2 separate regions of the Oryctolagus cuniculus genome follow, and region 2 is linked to region 1. A link is a contact called in public Hi-C data. All regions are on one chromosome and are shown on one strand. The core of a region is the stretch at or near the end of the contact, and the rest is flanking DNA. Distances in the headings are between cores, read along the strand shown. Region 1 overlaps LOC103350966 (a long non-coding RNA gene). Region 2 holds the start of C13H1orf115 (chromosome 13 C1orf115 homolog).

Region 1 (7,775 bases), core at 1,920-4,419:
ATATCTGCTGTGGCACAGTGGCTTAATCCTCTGCCTGCAGCACTGGCATCCCATATGGGTGCCGGTTCTAGTCCCAGCTGCTCCTCTTCTGATCCAGCTCTCTGCTATGGCCTGGGATAACAGAAGATGGCCCAGGTCCTTGGGCTCCTGCACCCACGTGGGAGACCTGGAGGAAGCTCCTGGCTCCTGGCTTCAGATCAATGCAGCTCTGTCCATTGCGGCCATCTGGGGAGAGAACCAGTGGAAGACCTCTCTCTCTATCTCTACCTCTCTCTGTAACTCTATCTTTGAAAAAAAAAAAATAATTCTTTTTAAAAAAATATCTCTACCCTATCAAGCTATTGGTACTAAAGACCTGTCACTTTTTAGAAACAGTTCTTGAGCCAGTGAGAAAGGGATGCCTAAAGGCCAGCACCCCAGGTTCTAGTCCCGGTTGGGGCACCGGATTCTGTCCCGGTTGCTCCTCTTCCAGTCCAGCTCTCTGCTGTGGCCCGAGAGGACAGTGGAGGATGGCCCAAGTGCTTGGGCCCTGCACCCGCATGGGAGACCAGGAGGAAGCACCTGGCTCCTGGCTTTGAATTGGCACAGCGCACCGGCCGTAGTGGCCATTTGGGGGGTGAACCAATGGAAAAGGAAGATCTTTCTCTCTGTCTCTCTCTCTAACTCTGCCTTTAAAAAAAAAAGAGGGGGATAGAAGCTGACTTCCAGCGTATATATCTGCTGTGGTCAGGAGTAAGTAGTAAACCATTTTGTCCCTTGTGAACATTGACCTACCAGATTGCTCTTATTCCTTGACTGTGCCTCACTGTGTATTATTCCCAGGGTTATGAATAGCTGTTTCCTCTGTTAAGAATATTCTTATCTCTCCTCTAATTATCATCCCCTAATTTCATTTCCTGATTGACTCCTACTCTTTCCTCAGATCTCAGCCTAAATATCTCTTTCCCAGGGATACTCTCCCTCATTTAACCTAGGTTCAACTCCCTTTTGTAGTAAGTTTTCATAAAAAGCTGAACTCCTAATATAACAAGCAGCACAAGTGAAGTTACTTGTTTAATGTCTGTTTCCCCTGCTACATGATAAACTCTATGAGGGCAGAAATCAAGCCAGGGATCTCAAAGACCTAACTCTGAAACTCAGTAGATACTCAATAATCCATTGCTGATTTGAATTGCTAACTTCAGTGGTGATGTACACCTGTGGGTATATAGGGCACAGGAGGACATGATATGGGGAAGTGAGAAGGCTGGGTTGGAGATTTAAGATGGGGGTACCACAAAAAGATTTTTTTAACACCATATATTGTTACACTAAAAACTCCACACATAGAAGGAGTTAACAAGCAGCATGGAGACTGAAGAACTCAGAGTTGAATAGGTACAAATTTCCTTACATGACCTTTGCTAAGTAGGAGATACAACAGAAAAGTCAGTGTCACAAAACAAGCTTTGCTCTTCTGTGGTTGGTATAAAAATATGGAAACTGAAAATATTTTAATCCTGGCCATTGTCCATTTTGGCCAGGACCCTAGAGAAGTCATTTTGCATGCTCAATATCTTCCTTTCCTCTTTGGTGAAAAATCAGGAGGCAGATACTGTGTTTTGTGGTAGTACTAGATGTCTTGTTTTTACATTGAGAAGGTAAAAGACATAGTTCTTCTTTAAGTGTAGAGAAATAAATGCGACAACCAACTTTTTTTTTTTAAAGATTTATTTATTTATTTGAAAGTCAGAGTTACACAGAGAGAGAAGAGGCAGAGAGAAGTCTTCCATCTGATGGTTCACTCCCCAGATGGCTGCAATGGCTGGAGCTGCGCCGATCCGAAGCCAGGAGCCAGGAGCTTCTTCCAGGTCTCCCACATGGATGCAGGGGCCCAAGAATTTGGGCCATCTTCTACTGCTTTCCAAGTCCATAGCAGAGAGCTGGATTGGAAGAGGAGCAGCCGGGAGTAGAACTGGCGTCCATATGGGATGCTGGCACTTCAAGCCAGGGTGTTAACCCACTGCGCCACAGCGCCGGCCCGACAACCAACTTCTTGATTCTAAAGAAGTCATTCTCAGGCCAGTAGTTGGCAAACTGCTTAAGATGCCCACATCCCACATTTGAGAACCTGTGTTCAATTTTGAGCTCTGACTCCTGATTCCAGCTTCCTGTTAAGGCACTGGGAGACAGCAGTGACGGCTAATGTAATTGGATTCCTGCCATCCACATGGGAGACCTGGGTTGAGTTCCCAGCTACTGGCATCAGCCTCTTAGCGATTGTAGACATATGGGGAATGAACCAGTGGATGAGAATGCATTTGCATGCTTTCTTGCTCTTTCTCTCTCTCCTCAAATAAATAAAAAGAAATCTTCAACATCAACATGAGATGATCAAGAAGAAGAGACAGTTGACACCAGGTTTGAAAAATCTGGACAATTTACCACAATAGTTCAGAAAATTTATAGGTAAATTGCTTTATTTTTAATGTTTATAGACTATAACCTAAATATATGTGTATGCATGTATCTGTTTAAGTATTACCTAAAGACTTACACACACACACACACACACACAAGCAAATATGGAAAAGTACTTTTAAATGATGAGACGAAGGAGATATATATATACACACACACACATATGCTTCTTTATTATAGTAATTTTTGATAGACTTGAAATTTTGCAATTAAAAATATCACCATGATTAATCAAAGCAGGATATTTTAAAATATTCTATTTAGTCCATCTGGGGGCTTATAGAAGCTTCACTACTGACCCCTATGTTCTTCCCCAAGATTCTCTCTACCCAATAGAATGCACGGAAGGGATCTACCTACACATTCCCCAGTGACTACCACCCCCCTGGCTCCCCCTCACACATCTGGCTAGTGCTGCCGAGAATTCGGAGCTAGTCCACTGCTCAAATCCCAGTGCCAAAGCAGGTTATCCACCATCATTCTCCTGGAGGGTTTCATGTGCACTGAAGTTTTAAATATAATCTTCCTTGGAGCTGAAGTTTGAGCCAGATAAAGCCTCCCAAGGTCTTTTTGCGTTACTGGCATTATGAATTTGGGTGCTAAGGAGTGTGGGTTTGGAGTCTGGAGTATGTATTACAACTACTGACTACTCAAATTTTTGAAACTGGCACATTGCTTATGTTATGCTCTGCTTTGCTTTTTTTTTTTCTGTCTCCTAAAAGAGCTGTACCCGGCAAAGTTGCTGGTGGCAGCATTCCCGGAAGCTCCCTGCTCCAGATGATGTTAGACCTCATGTGATCCAAGCACCACATGTTCAGAAACATTACATCATTCCAGGATGTGAGTCCTTCTAATGCACATCTTGCTATTACTGTCAGCTGCTGCTATGGGCAGCAAGTACAACTTCAGGTGAGGCAGTTTCACAGGCCAACAGCTAATGCTAGGCAGACATTAGACTCACCCAGGGGTCAGATTACCCCTACCAAAATTCAGTGAATTTGAGGGAAGGTACACACCATATTAAACATACATAAAACATTCCACAACTGAAGATCAGGAATGAAAGGAAGATGGCTTTTCCTTGGCACAATGCAGTAGCATGTGGTTTGTGTTTTACTGAGTCAGAGATTTTGGTATGTTAGGTATGGATTATGTGGGCAAAGTTGCTGTGAATGTTGCCTGGTGATTGGCTGAAGGAAACTTGAGTATACACTCACATAGGTAGCAGAATGGGAAAAGAAGCCTATCAAGTGGAATTTAAAAGATGACAAAGCCTATTTTAATGACATTCATAATCTCCAAAATAATCATAGAGGCAAAATCTTAGGGGTGGAGGGAACAGATGAATAGTCAATACCTATCAGTAAGGACAATTATAACAATATCAATAAAAATAGCAGCCACTTATGGAGTTCTTACCATGAGGCAAACAAATTCAATACTAAGCAAATTCATGTCCCAGCTTTGCTAACTGTAAGACGGAGTGATTTTTTTTTTTTGACAGGTAGAGTTATAGACAGTGAGAGAATGAGACAGAGACAAAGGTCTTTGTTCTGTTGGTTCACTCCCCAAATGGCCTCCACGGCCGGCACTGTGCCAATCTGAAGCCAGGAGCCAAGTGCTTCCTCCTGGTCTCCCATGCGGGTACAGGGGCCCAAGCACTTTGGCCATCCTCCACTGCCCTCTCGGGCCACAGCAGAGAGCGAGCTGGACTGGAAGAGGAGCAACCAGGACCAGAACCCGGCACCCATATGGGGTGCTGGCGCCACAGGCGGAGGATTAACCTACTGTGCCAAGGTGCTGGCCCAAGACGGAGTGATCTTAACATTGTGTTTTAAAGGCATCCATTAAAAGAACAGGTCTTCAAAGAGGGAGGTGCCTTTCTCTGAAGGGAGGAGAGAACCTCCACTTTGACTATGACCGTGTCTAAACAAGATAAGAGTCAGAGAACTCAAGGGGCTTCCATAGCCTTGGAAACTCATAACTGGTGCATGGGGAGATTACTGATGCCATAAACAGGAGTGTCAATTTGTAAAGTCAACAACAGGAGTCACTGTGCACTTACTCCTCATGTAGGATCTCTATCCTTAATGTGCTGTACATTGAGGCTTAATGCTATAACGAGTACTCAAACAGTATATTTCACTTTGTGTTTCTATGGGGGTGCAAACAATTGAAATCTTTACTTAATGTACACTAAACTGATCTTCTGTAAAAAAAAAAAAAAAAAAAAAAAAGAAATTATCAATTCCCAACTTGACTCTCACTGGGATTAAACATGACAATAGGTCTGATCTGATTTCTCATCATTTAAAAAAAATCATCTATTATTTTTCACTTTATGTTTCTGTGTGGGAGCAAACTGTTGAAATACTTACTTAAGGTATACTAAGCTGATCTTCTGTATATTAAGATAATCGAAAATGAATCTTGATGTGAATGAAAGGGGAGAGGGAGTGGGAAAGGGGAGGGTTGTGGGTGGGAGGGACGGTATGGGGGGGAAGCCATTGTAACACATGAGTCGTACTTTGGAAATTTATATTCATTAAATAAAAGATAAAAAAAAAAAAACCAGTAGATATAGGATTTGGTGCTATGCACAGATCCAGGCATCCGCTGCAGATCCTTAATGTCCTCCCTGAAGATAAGCGAGGACTGCAAAAAAAAAAAAAAAATAAAAAAAAAAAATAAAGGCATCCATTAGAGTCTAGTTGACTGTTTCCACCTACCTGGCAATTCTGAACTCTACTGGATCACTTTCTTGCTATCCAGAACAACTCAAATGCATCTGTGTTTGGATCAGTGCTTCATGAAGACAAGCTCAGGCCCAGGAAAGATGGCTTCAGACAGTTATGGGGGTCTTAGCAGTCTACTGGCACCTTATCAACAAGGGAAGCCTGAGGAAAGCAGGGAACAATTAGTCTCACTTGAGTTTACCAGGAGCTTCAACGGACATGACCTTGGTTTCAGTCTTTAACTCCTCTGAGCAACGGTCCTTCTGTGTTGATGCCATCTACACAGCCTCATGTAGTGCCCACCTTCTGTCATGTTCATCTTGCATCCCTACCTCTTGTCTGTAAGCTCTTCCCCTAAACTAACTCCCTTCCTCCCTTCCCTCAACCACTCCCACATGTTATCTAACTCAGTCTTCTCCAGGGGTCCAGGAAGTATTTGCTCCCTTCTTAGTTCACCCTCCTTGCTTCCTCGACTAGTTAAGGCCTTGGGGGAAGTCATTTGCCTACCGCCTAGGCCTGGTCACATAGCAACCCTCACTTCCTACAGCCCAGGAGGCTGATGTATCACTGGGAGCAGGGGCTACAGAGGTGAAAATGTGAGGAAAGCTCTTTCCTCTCAGTCCCTGAAGAACAGAGTTGCTGCTTCATGATAGTTCATATTGCAGAAGAAAGCGTTTGCTCTTCCTGGCATATCTAAGACTCAGCTCTAAGGATAACAAATAATTTGCCAAGAAGGGCAGGGCTATTTTTTGGTGCCAGCAGAGAGTGTTCTATTTAAAAGACACTTAGTGATTACTACATCCAGACTTGCCCTAAGGACTGATGAAAAAACAGTGGGGTTAAATGCAGTATCTTTTTGGTACAAGAAGGTTTAGATTGATGTGGCATTCATAGAGGGTTCACTTGAGTTGTTCATCGGTGGTAATGTCAATCTAGAGCCAAAAGGTATCTCAGGGTCATGTCTTTCAAGTGTCATTTTTTTTTTTAAGATTTATTTTATTTATTTATTTGAAAGTCAGAGTTACACAGAGAGAGGAGAGGCAGAGAGAGAGGTCTTCCATCTGCTGGTTCACTCCTCAATTGGCCGCAACGGCCGGAGCTGCGACAATCCGAAGCCAGGAGCCAGGAGCTTCTTCCAGGTCTCCCATGTGGGTGCAGGGGCCCAAGGACTTGGGCCATCTTCTAGTGTTTTCCCAGGCCATAGAAGAGAGCTGGATCTGAAGAGGAGCAGCCGGGACTAGAACCGGCGCCCATATGGGATGCCGGTGCTTCAGGCCAGGGCGTTAACCCGCTGAGCCACAGCGCCGGCCCCATCAAGTGTCTTTTTTTAAATTTGATAAACTTGGGCCAGAGAAGTTTAATGACTTACCTGGAAGTCTCCCAATAAAGAAGGATGGAGTTGGGACTGAAGCATTCTCCTAAGGTTCAGTCCAGTATTCATTTCATTATCCTATGCCGCCTTCCAGAGCCAATATGGATGTGCCACATTGTTTGACACCACTTAAGGGCTTGGTTAACAAAACAGCTGGGTGTTTTTGGAGGTAGTGCTTGTGCCATAGATGGAAAAGAATTAAATGAGCCACATGACCTGTGCTCTTGGCATCACTAGCAACATGTTTTTCATGGCTGAGTTGGCCAAGACAAGAGTGAGGAAATACAGAAAGTTAAGCACTACTCACTCATTAGACTGCCATTGAAAGATTGATTCTTAGCCGGCACCGCGGCTCAACAGGCTAATCCTCCGCCTTGCGGTGCTGGCACACCGGGTTCTAGTCCCAGTTGGGGCGCCGGATTCTGTCCCAGTTGCCCCTCTTCCAGGCCAGCTCTCTGCTATGGCCCGGGAATGCAGTGGAGGATGGCCCAAGTGCTTGGGCCCTGCACCCCATGGGAGACCAGGAGAAGCACCTGGCTCCTGCCTTCGGATCAGCGCGGCCATTGGAGGGTGAACCAATGGCAAAGGAAGACCTTTCTCTCTGTCTCTCTCTCTCTCTTTCACTGTCCACTCTGTCAAAAAAAAAAAAAAAAAAAAAAAGATTGACTCTTGACTCAAACCTTAAGTCACAGACACAGTGATAGTACCTTACACCCATAGTGACCACAGTCAATGTTTTTACTTAAAAAAACAAACAAACAAACAAACAAACAAACAAAAAAACAAGGTACTGGGGGTAAGTTTTAATAGCCCCTATAATTATGAGTCAAAATTCTTCATCATAAGATGGTCCAAGGGGCCAGTGCTGTGGTGCAGTGGGTTAATGCCTTGGCCTGAAACGCTGGCATCCCATATGGGCGCTGGTTCAAGACCCGGCTGCTCCACTTCCTGTCCCGCTCTCTGCTGTGGCCCAGGATAGCAGTAGAAGATGGCCCAATTCCTTGGGCCCTGCACCCGTGTGGGAGACCCAGAAGAAGCTCCTGGCTCCTGGCTCCTGGCTCCTGGCTCCAGAACGGCGCAGCTCCGGCCGTTGTGGCCATCTGGGGAGTGAACCATCAGACGGAAGACCTCTCTCTCTCTCTCTCTGCCTCTCTTCTCTCTGTGTAACTCTGACTTTCAAATAAATAAATAAACCTTTAAAAAAAAAA
Region 2 (7,775 bases), core at 1,810-4,309, 400 kb before region 1:
GTGTTTGTTAATAATGTACGGCTGCTTGCATAGCACTGCCTTCTCCACTGGGAGCCCACGAAACATAAAACTTGAGCTGGTAACTAAAGCAGGTAAAACCACCTCCCCACCTTTCTAGTTGAACCTTGGCTGTTCTCATGGCTTTTCAGCAAAGTGGGGCCACCTGCTTTCTTCCTCTACATGGGAGCCTGGTTCCCCTCTGGGCTGGCTCTGCAGAAGTGCAAGCTGAAGTTGCCCCTCTGAAGGGCAGAAAGGCCACGTCCAGCCCTGAGGTGACGAGGTCCTGTCCCCTGGCCTCCGAAGCCTCCTGAGCTAGTGCGTGTCACTCCGGAGCTCTCCTACATCCACACCTCTGCTGGCACTGTTCCTCCACTCCTTCTCTACCTGCCAATTTATTTTATCTTTCACTTGAGGCAAAATTTACATAAAAGTAGCCACTTAAATTTTCCCCTTCAGTGGCACCAGCAGTGTTGTGAAACCACCGCTTTTATCGGTTCTAAACCATTTTCCTCATTCCAAAAGGAAAACAAATACCTCTGTTAAGCAGATGCTCTCTACTCCTCCTGCCTCCAGTCTCTGGCAACCACCAATCTGCATTCCATATCTCTGGGTTTACCGGCTCTGGGTTCTTTCTATACACAGAGCCACACATGCAGCATATGACCTTGTGGGTCTGCCTTATTTCACTTAGCATAATGTTCTCAAGGATCACCCATGTGGTAGCACGTGTGAGCACTTAATATATTTTGATGGCTGAATAATATTCCATTGTATAGATATATGACATTTTGCTTATTCATTGATCCATTGATGAACATTCGGGTTGCTTTCACCTCTCGCTGTTGTAAATAAGGCTTCTATGAATATGGGTGTATACACTTGAGTACTGTTGAGTACTATTTTCAGCTGAGGCTAAGCACTGGTTTTCAGTCTCTTTGGTTATATACCTAGGATAGAATTGCTGGACCATAGGCAACTTCTGTATTTAACTTTTTGAGGAAACACCAAATTGTTTTCCACAGTAGCTAATCCATTTTATATTCTCACCAGCTAGGTGAGTTTCTCCATATTCTCACCAACACTAGTTTTTTCTATTTTTTTTTTCTTTTCTTTTCTTTTTTGACAGGCAGAGTGGATAGTGAGAGAGAGAGACATAGAGAAAGGTCTTCCTTTGCAGTTGGTTCACCCTCCAATGGCTGCCACGGCTGGCACGCTGCGGCCGGCACACTGAGCTGATCCGAAGGCAGGAGCCAGGTGCTTCTCCTGGTCTCCCATGGGGTGCAGGGCCCAAGCACTTGGGCCATCCTCCACTGCCTTCCCGGGCCACAGCAGAGAGCTGGCCTGGAAGAGGGGCAACTGGGACAGAATCCAGTGCCCCGCCGAGACTAGAACCCGGCGCCGCTAGGTGGAGGATTAGCCTAGTGAGCTGCGGCACCGGCCAGTTTTTTCTATTATTTCTATACATGTTGCAGCCATAGTAATGAGTGTAAAGGGGAATCTCATGTTTATCTGGTGAAATCTTAAGTAATCCTTCAGGTTTCCCATGACTGTAATTTGAAACCTTCCCTGATTTCAGTCTCACTCTTGAGGAGTTACCTGCCTCAGCCCTGGGTCATGGGCCCCACGGTGGTGCCCCAGCTATGCCAGTGTCTCCCCAGGAAGCCCCAGACTCCTGCAGGGCAGGGCTGCTGCTTATTCTTATTCATGTCTCTACCGCTTGGCACAATGCCTAGCACATAGTGAGGGCCCCAAGCTATCTTCGAGTGCGGTCCCTGAGCTGAGTTTCTGCATTATCAATGCACCAGCTGAGAGGCCAATGATGGCTTCTTTAGGCTCAGTTGGGACCGGGAAGTGACAGGATTAGTCCTAGCATTGCCTTAAGCCTTGAAGTCCCAACTCTATGGTTTTTGTTAGGGCATTTCACCTCTGCTGACTTGGGAGCCACTCTGAAAGCTGCGATCACACTTTAAAGAGCCTGATGAACCTAAGCTCCAGGTGTGGAGAGCGAATGGCTTCAGGTTGAATAGGAGGACACCGAGGAGCACAAATAACAGACAATAATCAGGTGGCGCCCAGGGCCTTGGGCCAGGACACAAAGACCTCTGTGATTCATCCAGGTCAAGGGTCTCTGGGTCTCTCTCGGCCCCCACCCCTTGTCGCTGGCTAGAAGAGAAAAGTAGGTTCAACAGGTTATTTATGCATTTATTGAGCTCCCAGGCCCCAGAAATAACCCTGAGAGCACTGGGAAAGACAGTCCAAACATTTCTGAGCTAGTGGGTTATCCTGAAGGGGATGTTGGCAGAGAACATAAACTAGGCTGCCACTCCTCACTTTCCAACTGGGTCACCTCCAAGTCACCTAGCTGCGATGAAGCGCCAGCGTTCCCATCTGTCCGGGGACACCATTCCTGTCCTGCCTGGTTGATCAGCGAACTAGAGCGGCAAGATCCCCCCTTGAGAACGCTACTGACCCGAGCCCGTGCCAGTGTCCACCCGGACTTGCCCGTGGCTGGGAGCAGAAATGGGACTGGGGCGGCACGCAGGTGCAGCGCAGGGCGGCTCTTCTGGGGCCGACGGTGGGGACCATCTCCCGACACCCAGCCGGTTCCTCGGGAGTCCCCAACCCGAGATGAGCCAAGACCCCGCGGGGGTGCAGGCGCACTGCCCTACCTTGCCATACTTCTTCAGCTTTTGCCGGTACCTCTTCTTGGGCTTGTCGCCCTGCGTCGCCTCCTCTAGCGGTTCATAGCGCTCTGGCAGGCCAGCAAGGTGCACCCTACGCGCGCTCCGGGCCCCCGGGCGCGGCTCACTCTCCTCGCTCGCGCCGCTCTCGGCCGCCTCGTCCCCGCACTCCAGGTGCTCCAGGATGGCATCCGCCTCCTCGTCCCCGTCCGTCTGCCGTCGCCCTCGGGGCCCGCGGCGCGGGAAGGTGCGCGCCGCCTTGTTTCGGAGCCTGGCTCCCACCGTCATGATTCCGACACTTCTCTGGCGAAACTCTCAGCACGAAGACGCCAACCTTTGCTCCCTGCCCGCTCCTCCGCCCCAGCCCCAACGGGGTTGGGCGCTTAGGGGTCGCAGCGCCCTCTGGCCGTGGGGTCCGGGACTGCGGCAGGTGCACTCGGGGGCCCAGCCGGCCGCATCCCAGCTGTTGGCCAACAGAGCATCTCGTCCACTGGTGGAAAGCGACATGAGTTAGGAACACACAAACTCTTGCAACCACACCTGCAACTCATCAGTGACCCCCAGCTAACAACGGAACTCCATTTGCCAACGATCAAACTGACAGACAAGATGATGACTAATACAGATTACATTCAGGGGTGGTCATTGTGGCACAACAGGTTGAGCTACCACTTGCCAAGCCAGTATCCCACATGGTTGACTGTTCGAGTCCCAACTGCTTCACTTCCGATCCAGCTCCCTTCTAGTGCGCTGGGGAAGGCAGCGGGAGGATGGCCGAAGTGCTTCGGCACCTGCACCGACGCGGGAGACCCAGAAGCTCCTAACTCCTGGCTCCGAGCTTTGGCCTGGGTCTTTGCAGCCGTCCAGGGAGTGAACCAGTGGATGGAAGGTCTCTCTCTCTCTGTGTGTGTGTGTGTGTGTGTGTATTCCTCTCTCTGTAACTCCGATTCCCAAATGAGTAAATAAAAAAATATGTTCAGTGCTGGTGAGGGCATGGTGAGGTGGTCCTGAGGCACTGTTCACGAGGGTGCGACTCCTGGGCAAGCTTTTGTAAAGGAGACCTGAAGACTCCTATCAAGAGTCCTGCAAAGCGTTCATAGCCTTCCAGGCGCCTTTCCCAGGGAAATACTCAGAAAGGCCAAGTAGAGTGGCCCCAGTGTTCATCACAGTTTGACTCTTGGTGAGAAAGTGAGGGAGGCTAGATAAATCGTTATGCATTCACATAACAGCATAGGACGCAATCATGAAAATTGCGATTTCCAGGAATGTTAGGAAGATAAGACTGTTCAGCGAACTGTGACCCTCAGCATGCCTTGAATGCTTTGTTTTCTTATGGGTGAGTAAATGTCTTTGGATTCTGGGAAGATAGAATTAGTATAAATAATCTAGGTTATTAATTTATTAATATTTTACCATTAAAGTTTGTGGCAAGTTTAAGAGTAATTTGAATAGGCTGATAGACATAAAATGTCTATGACAATTTGGCATATTAGAATATAAAATTAGTTTTGTGACTCTAACTTAAAATGGGCAATCAATTGATTTAGACTTTGTCATGTATTATATGAATTATGTTAAATATATTTGCAATTTATACATAAAATATAATTTACTTCAGCTCAATTCAAGGTGAAAGGGATATGAGAATGAATTTACTATTTTTATGAGTTGCTGACCTGGATTGAGTTACCAACTCCTGTTGCAGTCATTTGGTCAATCAATGGATAGAAGATCTCTCTCTCTCTCTCTCTGCCTTTCAAATAAAATGAAAATGTCTTTAATTTTTTAAACAAAAAGCCAGAGAGATCTTTGACAAGCTATTTAAAGAGAGAGACAGAAGCATACTGAGCAAGACACCTCCATCCATGCACAACGTGAGGGCACAGCAAGAAATGGAATCTACCAGAGCCTTATCTTGGACATCCCAGCTCCCAAAACTGGAGTGAACTTCTGTCATTCATAAGTCACCCTTTTATGGTGTCTTCTTCTAACAGCTCGGACAGACTTGGAGTACCAGTTTCCTATCCTGAGCCTGTGAGCCCTTCTAGATGGCCATGTAGGGACAGGATTGGACATAAGGAAGTCAGAGCGTCCAAATCACTCCAGGGGCTGGAAGAGCTAGCTCTTGCCTGGCCTTCCCCTAGAACAACTCCTAGAACAATCACAGAGCTCTGGCTTGTGCTGAGGTCACGTGGTCGGGGCCCCAGGAGACTGTCCCTGGAGCTGCTGGCTGTGGGGACATGTGCCGCCTTCACTGCCTTCCAGGAATCCTCCCAAACCCCACCGCTTGTTCCAGCTCTATCCAGGCTTGCGTATGTCCGCTGGAGCAGCCGTAACAAAACGCCATAGATGGGGACCTGTGCGACAGAAATGCATTGTCTCGCTGATCTGGAGCCAAGCTGTGCTTGCCCCAAGATCTCTTTCCCAGCTCGCTAGTAAATACCTTCTTTCTGTGTCCTCCTGTGGCCTTTCCTCTGCATGGGCATCCCTGGGGTCTCTTCTTATCAGGACACCAGTCTGATTCAGTCAGAATCCCGCCTTATGACCTCATTTAACCTTAATTGTCTCTCTCAAGGCCCTGTCTCCAAACACAGTCACATTCTGGGGGTTAGGCCTTCAACAAAGGAATGGGGAGGGGGAGGAGTGCACAATTCAGTTCTTATAGCAGATCGGGTCTGCACTGGTGAAATTGAGTCACCACTATTCTGTCTCTTGATGTCTATGAATGGGGACGAGACCCTGGCATTCTGGCACAGCAAAATCCAATCCCTGCAGAGCTGTGTGTCCAGGCAAAAACAGCATAAATAGCAGAAACACAGCTTTCATTCCACTCTGCCTTCCCAAGCTCCCAGGGGCTGGCCTGATTAGCTGATGCTAACTGGCTCAAGTTCCTGTAGTCCCCTAGGGATCCCGAACATATTGCTTTCCACCTCCCTCCTTCCCTGCCCCCTGTCCTGGCTTCTGAGCACTGAAGAAGGAGAGTGGGAAGATGCTGAGTGCTGATCCACAACATCCACTGACCATAGGAATCTTTCTTCACTGGTAAGAATTAGGCACCTGCCTTCGAAAGGAGCTAGGACATTAGATCTGGGATTCATGAACATATGCCATCAGTTACTAAGTGAAAACATGTTTAGACAACTCAGGGCTTAAATATAGTTGTTTATTTGGAAAATCTAGCACAGAAACAGTTAAAAGCATTTAACTGAGAACAAAGTTTCTACTTGTATACATATAAAGATTGTGCTCATCTTTCTTCTTCCTTCCTTCCTTTTTTGTTTATTTTGCAACAAACACAATGAGAGAATCAGTATGGAGTTGAAGTTGCATGAGTTAAAACTGCTTAAACTATTTATTGCTACAGGAATGATTTATATTCGAAAAGAAATATATCTCTGACGCTGGTAAGATCTGATTATAAACCCTGAAATAGACAGGATAACAGGTTTAATTTTCCAAAGGCTACCAATTAAAAGGAGAGGAGAGCGGAGCTTAGAATCCTAGCTAAGCCTCAGTTTTTGAGCAGCCTAAAAAGGGATAATGGTACACCTTTTCTTTTTATTATTCATTTATTTATTGAGATGTAGAGCTACAGATAGAGAGAGGGAGAGGCCAAGAAAGGTCTTCCATCTGCTGGTTCACTCACCAAATGGTCTCAATGGCCAGAGCTGAGCTGATCTGAAGCCAAGAGCCAGGAGCTTCTTCCAGATTTCCAACACGGTGCAGGGGTCCAAGCATTTGGGCCATTTTCCACCGCTTTCCAAGTGCATTGCAGAGAGTTGGATCAGCTAGGACAAGAACTGGCGCCCATATGGAATGCCAGCTCCCTACTACACCACAGTGCAGGCCCCAGTACACCTTTTCTTAGGTTAAAAAAATGTTTTGAAAGATTATTTTTTGGAGGTGTGCCCTGAAATTCACTACCACCACAAAGCAAGGCTCCTCCTTTGCTTCGCCTTTGACTTCAACTCCAATGGGGCCCTGGCGGCAACCACTGGGCGAGTGGGTGAGGAAGCACCCAAGCAGCCTGCTTCCCAGTGCTCCTCCTGGACTGCTCAGAGCAGCAACGCAGTGAGGACACAATCACAGGACTGGTGATTTGTTATTTTTTATTAGGGAATTTTCTGGATCCCAATCTACCCTGCTAACCCACACTGTAATTAAGCTGTGGCTGGCTTCTCCTCACCCTGAAGGAGATGTCTTTCATAGCTGGGGGAGTCCACGCCCCCCAGCTGCACCCAGGTCAGTGATACTCTGATGTATGAACTGCTGTGAGGCCTGTCCACCCCTGGAATCTGCTTAGCCCAGGCTTCCTTCATCCACCTCTCTTTGGCACACCATAGAACATGAATTTTATTTGTGTGTGCACAAATTTATATCTCTGTTGTCACCAGATGGGAAAGTCTGGAAGCATTCTCCATCAGAAGCAAAATCAGAGGACTCCTGTGGCTAGTGTTTTAAAGTATCACAGCTAACATTTCAAATATTCTTTAACAATTTAATAGAATTAATCCTATTGGACTTCCATCTGCGTCTCTTCCTCTCACCACCCCCCTTGCATCGTCTTTCAAATACAATAAATGAATATTTAAAAAATTACATTTAGAACCTACAGCTTCATGTATACAATTAAATTGTAATTGTACTAAATTCTATAATGAGAGCTTTTCAATTTATCTTCTTCCCTCTGCCTCCTAGTTTCAAGCTTTTCCTTTCTCTGTTTATATAATATTCCCTTCCAATTATATATCATGCATGCCAAGTATTATCACACCCAACCACAAGTCCAAATTATAACAATTATATATATCAGCACAGTTTTTTTTTAAAAAGATTTATTAATCTATTTGAAAGTCAGAGTTATACAGAGAAAGGAGAGGCAGAGAGAGAGGTCTTCCATCTACTGGTTCACTCCCCAACTAGCCACAACAGCCAAAGCTGGGCCGATCTGAAGCCAGGAGCCAGGAGCTTCTTCTGGGTCTCCCACATGGGTGCAGGGGTCCAAAGACTTAGGCAATTTTCCACTGCTTTCTCAGGCCACATCAGAGAGCCAGAAGGGAAGTGGAGCAGCAGGGACTCGAACTAGCACCCATA

What was found. A called contact is a pair of places that touch in the nucleus more often than the background predicts.
Region 2: a Hi-C map of skin fibroblasts shows a contact between it and region 1, with 1.6 times the contacts expected there. The contact joins the promoter of C13H1orf115 here to the enhancer-like site in region 1. A contact is called at or near these places in 2 of 6 Hi-C or Micro-C datasets (liver and skin fibroblasts).

What each region holds. Positions count from the first base shown.
Region 1 is chr13:34,673,100-34,680,874 of mOryCun1.1, reverse strand. All of the region lies in intron 1 of LOC103350966 (a long non-coding RNA gene), which reads right to left. Among named protein-coding and RNA genes, the nearest start is that of RAB3GAP2, 26 kb to the right of the region's middle. Within about 2 kb of position 3,169, at least 1 of the 8 cell types and tissues checked has an H3K27ac peak or open chromatin away from gene starts, as enhancers often do.
Region 2 is chr13:35,069,580-35,077,354 of mOryCun1.1, reverse strand. C13H1orf115 (chromosome 13 C1orf115 homolog) reads right to left here and starts at 3,059. Exons shown (of 2, transcript XM_002717500.5): 1 at 2,670-3,059. The coding sequence starts at 2,969.